2 separate regions of the Zea mays genome follow, and region 2 is linked to region 1. A link is a contact called in public Hi-C data. All regions are on one chromosome and are shown on one strand. The core of a region is the stretch at or near the end of the contact, and the rest is flanking DNA. Distances in the headings are between cores, read along the strand shown.

What was found. Hi-C and Micro-C count contacts between places; a contact is called where the count stands out from the background.
Region 2: a Hi-C map of leaf shows a contact between it and region 1, with 8 times the contacts expected there. The contact joins the promoter of LOC100282511 here to the promoter of LOC103638902 in region 1. A contact is called at or near these places in 2 of 25 Hi-C or Micro-C datasets (leaf and tassel).

What each region holds. Positions count from the first base shown.
Region 1 is chr9:118,241,173-118,245,315 of Zm-B73-REFERENCE-NAM-5.0, forward strand. It overlaps LOC103638902 (protein transport protein sec31), which reads left to right and starts at 2,209. Exons shown (of 5, transcript XM_035962635.1): 1 at 2,209-4,143. The coding sequence starts at 2,342. The coding sequence ends at 3,601. LOC100192715 reads left to right here. Exons shown (of 5, transcript NM_001358085.1): 5 at 1-628. The coding sequence ends at 264.
Region 2 is chr9:118,567,812-118,571,954 of Zm-B73-REFERENCE-NAM-5.0, forward strand. It overlaps LOC100282511 (ATP binding protein), which reads right to left and starts at 1,888. Exons shown (of 10, transcript NM_001155420.2): 1 at 1,679-1,888; 2 at 1,316-1,572; 3 at 1,099-1,234; 4 at 674-807; 5 at 333-438. The coding sequence starts at 1,763.

The sequences.
Region 1 (4,143 bases), core at 959-3,458:
CCGCCGCCGCCGCCACAGATGGCTGCCTTCGTGCCGGCTCCGGTGGCCACCAGCCCTCCGTCGGAGGGGACGTCCAGCGCGTCGTCTGATGACTCCGGCAGCCCGATCAACCACGGTGCGATGCCGTTCAGCCACTCCAGTCAGCACCAGCACCCTCACCAGCACCAGCAGCACATGCCGCCTGCCTACGCGTCCGGGGGCTGGTCCCTCTCGGTGCACCAGCAGAACAGGCATGATTCTGACATGAAGATGATGTCGAACTAACAGGCGCCCCATTCGTTGGTGTTTGGGCTGGAGAGGAAGGAAAGGAACCTGCTGATGGTTAGGTTGGTACTGCTGCTATGAAACGGTCCTCTTGCGCGTCGTCTGTGCTCTGGTCAGTGACGACGTGTCGATCTGCTACTTAAGCTAAGCTAGCTAGGAGAGTTAGGGTTCATGGTCTCACCCCCCGCTGTTGTGCCCCTGAGTAAGATTAATTTAATTTGAATTAGTCGCTCTCATAATGCTGCGAGTTGTGATGGTTTCCTGATCAGATCTTCACCTTCTAGGCTAGTTAAAATATCATTTCTCTAGTACTATGGATCATGGATTTACTTGGATACTTGGGTTTAATTCAGGAATTTGATCGTATTCTGTGTTGTTTTGCTCTCTTTTGTTCCGCTGCTGATCGTTCGTGCATTCTAGCTGGTACTAGTATCTAAGTGGTGAGAGGTGACTGCTATGTCTCAACGAGGATTTGTTTGACCTGCAAAGTTTGCCTGAGGCTCTGTTTGGTTTATTTAGTCCAGAAGTCTGGTGTTTGGTTTCTTTAGTCCAAAAGTCTGGTTAGGAGACTAAAGTTTAGTCTCTACCTTGTTTAGTTCTAGAGACTAAAACTATTTAAAACACATTAAAGGGATCATAAGAGGACTAAAATACCTTTTAGCATTCTCCGTGTAACTGAAATGAAGGATGGGCAAAAGGTGAAATTTATATGGTTTAGTCCATTTTATTCACCCCAGAGACTGAAACATTTTAGTTTTAACTTTAGTCCTACCGTTTGGCAATTTAGTGACTAAATGAGACTAAAATAAAGGGACTAATCTTTAGTTCCTTTTAACCAAACGGGGTCTAAAGTGGGCATCAGATAGCACTTGAGCTGAAGGAGATTGCTCCACTGGCAGCTCGCATCATCTTCCTTTTGGAGGATGCAGACTAGAGCTACAGATATGGTCAAGAGAAATTTACGACGTGTTTGGTTTGCTCTTTAGTTTGTAGAATGATGTTTTATTCCTCGTAGACTAATAATTAGTAATAATTCTTTTTTGAGAATGCCACCACGTAGAACCAGAGCACTGCTTTAGAGCAGCGTCCCATGGGACCATCTACAAATGCAGCTCGATGGAGTAGTGTTCGATCCATCGGACCATCTACAAGTCCAGCTCGCTCTACTGTTGTAATAGTGAGAGTGTTGACATTCAGCTTCGTAGCTTTGGCAAATTAGGCCGAGGGTCTGAAGCGGCGGCCCAACCGGTCATCTGGGCTGCAGCCTATGGTACCCAGCATAGTCCTGAGCATTCTCCTTGAGGGCCTTTTGGCAACAATATTGTAATTTTATAACTGTCATAACAATAATTAATCTTTTCTAACAACATATTAATATATAATTATTGTATACTAAATGATTTTAATTTTGGGTGCGTGGTCGATATGGAAACATAGGAATAGGTGTGTGTTTGATGGTTGTAGCCCAAGTGTTGAGATCACCCTCTCGACAGCAAGGGAGGAGATGATGTGCTGGCATTTGCTGGCGCTAAAGCTCTCTTTTTTCTTATCTAGAGGAGTTGTCTTAGGAGTGGTGTGAAAGTCTGTATACGGTGGTGTGTGTCGGTTAAGTGTGTTGCTCGTGTTTTGGAGTTTCACCTCATTTTCTTCTTAATAATAAAAACAGGCAGATCTACTGCGTATTAAAAAATAATTTTAATTTATTTGAAAGTGGAATATATATAAAATTATAATACGAAACAAACGGAGCCGTATTATATAATGTGCTGTTTGCACGGTACCCAAGAAAATGCAGCACCTACCTGATGCTGGGATTTTATTTCACAGCGCACATAATCCGATGCTAAAAATGATCTATATTTGGATGCATAACGTATTTTCAAAATCTGATACTCATTATCTGCCATGAACTAAACAAGGCAAACAAAATAACTCATACAGGCAACCAGCACCTAAATGCCGTGCCGCGTCCTACCCGGGCCGCTGCCTCCACCAAAAAGCGTAACCGCACAAATTCCACCGATCCCCCTCGCCCCGGTCAAATCCTCTAGCCTCCCTGTGCCCGGCGGCGAGCCCCATGGATCCTTCCGTCGCCCGGCGGCAGGAGGCGGAGCGGTTTATGAACATCGCCGAGAAGCTCCTGATGGCGCGGGACCTCGAGGGCTGCAAGCAGTTCGTCGCCCAAGCCCTTTCCTTCGACCCCCGCACCCCGGGCGCCGACGACCTCCTCGCCGCCGCCGATGCCCTCCTCGCGGCCCAGCGTCGGCGCCTCCCGTCCGGGCCCCTCGACCCCTACGCCGTCCTTGGCCTCGACTCCGCCGTCCCGGCCTCCCGCGACCCCGACGTCGTGCATTCCCATTACCGCCGCCTCTCCCTCTTGCTCAACCGCTCCCACCCCGACCGTCCCTGCTCCCTCGCCTTCGCCGAAGCCGCCCGCCTCGTCGCCGACGCTTGGGCCTTCCTGTCAGATCCCCTCCGCAAAGCCTCCCTCGACTCCGACCTCGACGCCGCCGCCGCTGCAACTAACGCAGCGGCAGCCGCCGCCGCCGCCGCCGCCGCTCGTGTACCCATCGATCCCCATCCAGAGAAGCAGAATCAGCTGCAGTCACAGCCTCCTCCGCCGCCGCCACTTGCTCCGCAGCCAATGCAGACTGTGTCAGGCACGCCGCCACCAAAGCGCGGGCGGCCGCCGCGGGCTGCCAAAACGCCGGCGACGCCGCCTGCTCCGCAGACCGTTTCGGGCACGTCGCCAACAAAGCGCGGCCGGCCGCCGCGGGCTGCCAAACAATCGCCTGAGGTTGAACGGAACCAGGAGGGGGAAGCTCAACAGGCGCCAGTCTTCTGGACAGCTTGTCCCTCCTGCTGCCATTTACACCAGTACGACCACTCCTACGAGTCGCAAACGCTGCTTTGCCCTAGCTGCCGCCGGCCGTTTGTTGCCACTGCAATGTCCACGCAGCCGCCCATCGTGCCAGGCACAGACATGTATTACTGCTCCTGGGGGTTCTTCCCAATGGGTTTCCCTGGTGGTCCTGCATTCGCTGAACCACTCAATTCCCCGCAGCAGCAGGCACCTGCTGCTCTAGGATTTTATCCAATGGGGCCATACTTGCCATTACCAAGCCTAAGTGGCATTGTGGAAGGGGAAGGCAATAAGGCAGTTGATGCTGGCACTGGCATTCCTGTCATCCCAACAGTGGCAGCACCAGCATCAGCATCATCGCCAGCGCCGACAGCGGCAACACCAGTGGAGTTCTTACATGTGAAGGTTGGGGCAAAGAAGCGAGGGCGGCCCAAAGGCAGCAAGAACAAAAAAGCTGTGGTTGAGGTAAATTAGGGCTATGGAATGACACATGTGAAGGTTGGGGCAAAGAAGCGAGGATGCCCTGACTGCCTGAAGGCAGCAAGAACAAGAAAGTGGTGATTGAGATCGATTAGGGCTATGGCATGCTGATCGCTGCATCATTCGACATCTGCATCAGTTGTAAACTACATTGTGTATGTGTATGTGTATGGTTCTTTTCTTGCTTGCAGATGACTTGGGCACTGTAAGATGGTCGAGGGTTAGAGCTTCACCTCGATAGTTGGTCAAGAATCAGAGCTTCACCATTCATGAATTTTGGTGACTAGGTTTTTCTCCTTACTTCCATAGCGAAGTTTACCATAGTAGTCAGTTCAGGTGAGATCTGTTTTTTGTTTGTATCATCCCATTAGATGGGTGAGATGTTTCATATTGTAGGGTGGCAGCTGCTCAAGTGCCCATTATGCTGTCTGCAACTTGTAAAGATTAGGAGATGGATAATAAGCTATGTGAATGCACATTAATTATAAACACTCAGTGTGAAACTGTTGAAATTGCCAACTTTGCTTCGGCAATTT
Region 2 (4,143 bases), core at 638-3,137, 330 kb after region 1:
ATGCAAGCACAAATTATTCAGCGCAGTCCAAAATAGCATATTGTAAACAGTATTACTGTGAATAGTGTATTGTAAACTTGAACAAAACAATAGACGATAAACCTGCAAAGAATTTACCATGACCTAAAGTATGTATTCAACAACAATCAGGAAACAAGAAGTTTTAAAATTGTACTCTCACGAGGCATAATAGCTCACAAAAGCTTATAGCTTCATCTAGCTTTTACTGATTAGGCTTATAATTAGCTCAAATGATCTACACCAGGGTGCGAACAAGGGTATTGGCAAATCAAGAATGTAATAGTAACCAGTAAACACCAAGGGGGTCTTACCAGTTCGTAGAAACTCTGGTGGAGTGTAAGCCAGGTTAGTGCTATAACTTTTCCCATCACGGCTGTTCTTCATTAATCCAAAACTTGACAAGCGGGGATCACCTTCCTGATAGGGAATAGAAATTGATTACAACAGGTGAGGTATTCTTTAGGCAGCTAAGATAATCAATTATAACAGGTGAAAAATCACATTGGCAACTTCATATGACAGTAAAATATTCCAACATAAACCTTACAGATAAAAAAAATATTTTCACAGAAGAAAATGTAGTTACAATGGAAAAGCCAGCAGAAAAAAAATGTAGTAAAAACTAGGAGGTGTCAGCAAACCTGTTGTGTACCTCATCAAAAAGTACCCTATAAGCATTCAAATCATGATAGATTTTCCTGTTCTCAGCATTGCAATGGTCGAGAGCTTGCGCAATGAAATATGCAACCCTCAGCCTCATTTCCCATGGTAACGGCTGCTTATCCCCTGAAAAAAGGCAGTGCAGAGCAGAGTCAATCAAGGGAGACAAGGTGGACAGGACACACCCACCTAGTCCGGGCAAACCACACTTTTGCAAGATCTGTGTAGGTCAAATGCAGCAATGGTGAAGGACATAAGGCGCATTAAGTCATTGTGTTAATGCAGAGGAGATTGAGATTCAGGGTTGGTGTGATGCGCCCACGGTCACCGTAGCCGTAGACGACACAACTCCAGCCCGCGAGGCCCGTATATAACAGAAAAATGCTGGAGTATCCCTAGCAGGTGGAGAGCACGTACAGTGGAAGAGATGCTTGGACAGGGTGTCGTTGGGCATGTACTCGGCGACAAGCAGCCTCTCGTCACCCTCGGCGCAGCAGCCAATGAGGTTGACGAGGCGCTTGTGCCGCACCTTCCCAACGCCCGCCGCCTCCGCCTGCAACAGCAGCAACACTGCATCACATTGCGAGATCCAAGCTGGGAGGAAACCAGACGAAGCAAGCAACGCAAATCATACGAGGAACTGCTGCGGGTCAGGCCAGGAGAGGCGCGAGAAGCGCTTGACGGCGATGAGCCGCCCGCCGTCGAGGCGGCCGCGGTAGACGGCGTTGGGCGCCTTCTCGCCGCTCTCGGAGACGATGAGGTCGGCGCTGAATCCCTTGGTGGCGGCGCGCAGCTCGGCCAGAGCAAACTCCCTGAACACCGGCACCGCGCGCTTCACAGCCTCCTTGTCGTCACCGTCGCCTTCCCCGTCGGCGCCGCCATTCGCCGCCTCTGCCATCCGATTGGACACAGCAGCCAGACGCAAGCACGCGCCGCGGATTAGATGGATTCGGCGGGGTTAGGGTTTAAGCGGCGGCGGCGGGGGCGTGACGCTTACCAGGATCTGCAGGCTTGTCGGCGGGGAGAGCGGCGGCGTCGTTGGGCGGCAGGGGCCCCGCCACCTTCGACTGGAAGCATCCCATGGGCGGGAATGGAGATCTAGGATGATTAGCGAAGCAAGATCAATCTGGCCAGTGGGAATGGGAGTGCGAGTGTGCGAGAGCGTGAGCTCAACTCGACTCCAGTCCAGCGCGGGGTAGTGTGGAATGGAGCAGCAGCCGCAGACTGAGCTCCTGATGAAGGTGGGAGTAGGAGGCACGAGGCAGGGCACCGAGAGAAGCGCGGCAGTACACAGGGGTTGCCGGGTGGGGATCCGGTAGGTAGGTGCGCCCGCAACACCAAGCCTCCCCACCTCCGGCTTTCTTTCGTTTTTATAAAAATAAAACTAAGGGTGTGTTTGGTGTGGCGCCTAAGCCGTCACATGCCACACTTTTAAGCCACAAGTGTTCACACTTGTGGCTTAAAAGTGTGGCGCGGTGTGGCGGCGCCGCCCCAAACACGCCTTAAATATCTCTAAAAAATCTCGTGCCATTACTATTACTTTTCTAAATAAATTTCGTACAATTTAAGGTGGTGTGTCATTTCGTCTGACTGAAATGAACGGTTTCCCATAAAAAACGTGGAAGGTTGGCCGCCACACTTGTGGCTTAAAAGTGTGGCACGATGTGGCGGCTTAGGCGCCACACCAAACACGTCCTAAATACCTCTAAAAAATCTTGTGCCATTACTATTACTTTTCTAAATAAATTTCGTACAATTTAAGGTGGTGTGTCATTTCGTCTGACTGAAATGAACAGTTTCCCATAAAAAACGTGGAGGGTGGCTCCCGTCCCCACCCCATCCACGCACCTTAAATCTTAAATTCATGCTTTCCATTCATATTTAAATACCTCCTCAAATACTCTTCACTCACTTTTTCTCCAATCATTCCTTAGCTCCTCTTTTGATTTTCAAATGAACTATTTGACTGTTTATATTAGGTTTTAAAGTTTTAAAAATACTACAATATTTATAGTACAATAATATATATTGTTATCACGTAATTGAATTTAAAAATTAATTTCACAATTAATGTATTTATTAACGAAAGGACATGTTTGGTTCGCTGACTCGCCTGCCACAGTTTGTCACATCTAAGATTAGATATGTTTAATCGAGTTAGGTGTGTGTTTGTTTTGTAACCACAATTGGGACGAAAATTTTCTCCTCCTATATAGACCCCGCTCGTCAATGTGGCATAAAGTGTGGTAAAATTTCCTTAAACGTGTCTACATAATTTAATTGCCTAACCTTACAAAGGTGTGGCGGAAAATACATGGGATTTTTTGGCACCTAAACATGCAACTAAACATGACTATGCCCCGTTGCAGGACATCGGTCACCAAACGTACGCGCTCGCAAGGGGGTGTGAGCGTGGGTGTGACCGTGTGAGCCTTCGACTATCTCTAATAGGTAGTGTAAAATAGCGAATGTGAAACTGTAGACGACACTGTTTGACAATATTCGCAGAGTAAAGCTTAAAATAGCGGGTGCCATAGAAATGGGATAAAATATCTGCTAGAGATAGCCTTATCTCGACTCCTAAAATTAAATATATTTGTTTTTAATTAAATATATAATACAATATTAATATGGGACTCCATAAAACTTGGTGTTTGAATTTTTAGCTTTCTCACGGACGAAGGTTGTTACATACTGTATTTTATATAGCTTTGATTCGTTCTGATTTATGTAAGACATAATATATAACTTGCGGTTAGTTAGAAATCTGTTAGATAAAATCACAAACCCAACGACTCTGATCCGTGTTGGCAAAAAAAATAACAATTATTTTTATAGTTAGATAAAAACAAAAGTAATAGATCATAATATAAAGATAAATAATAAAATCCTAAAAATATTGATGTACTTGTATTATATTAGTTTGTTATCTGCAATCATATTAAATTTAGACAACTAAAATACAGAAAAAAGGATATTAAAAACTAGAGTACATAATTAAGATTCTCAGATGGACAATTGATTCTGTTTTTAAACTACATTTATTTAAAGATATATAGATTGTTAATATTTTTTTGTAAACTTAATTAAAATTAAAAAGGTTCACCAATAAAAAATTATACGATGGATAAAATATAGTAGTGTTTAGTCTATCTCTAACTGTTTATTCTTTTTTATCTTTTATTTTAAATTCTACTTTATAAACTGTCTATCTTATACTAAAATATTTTTTCCACTATACACGATCTACTCGCGTTACCTTCGGATCAGGGAGTGGGAGAGCAATGAGCAAGGAGACCAAGACCAATGGAACGCACGGCATTGGCGTGCCTCTTTTGGGCTCATGTTCCGACATGCAACGAGTTTGGTACGAATTTAAGAGTCAAAAAATAATGTTGACAAACTTCGAGAAGGTTGGTTTTATTTTTGTAATAATATTTTATATATCCTAAATTATAAATT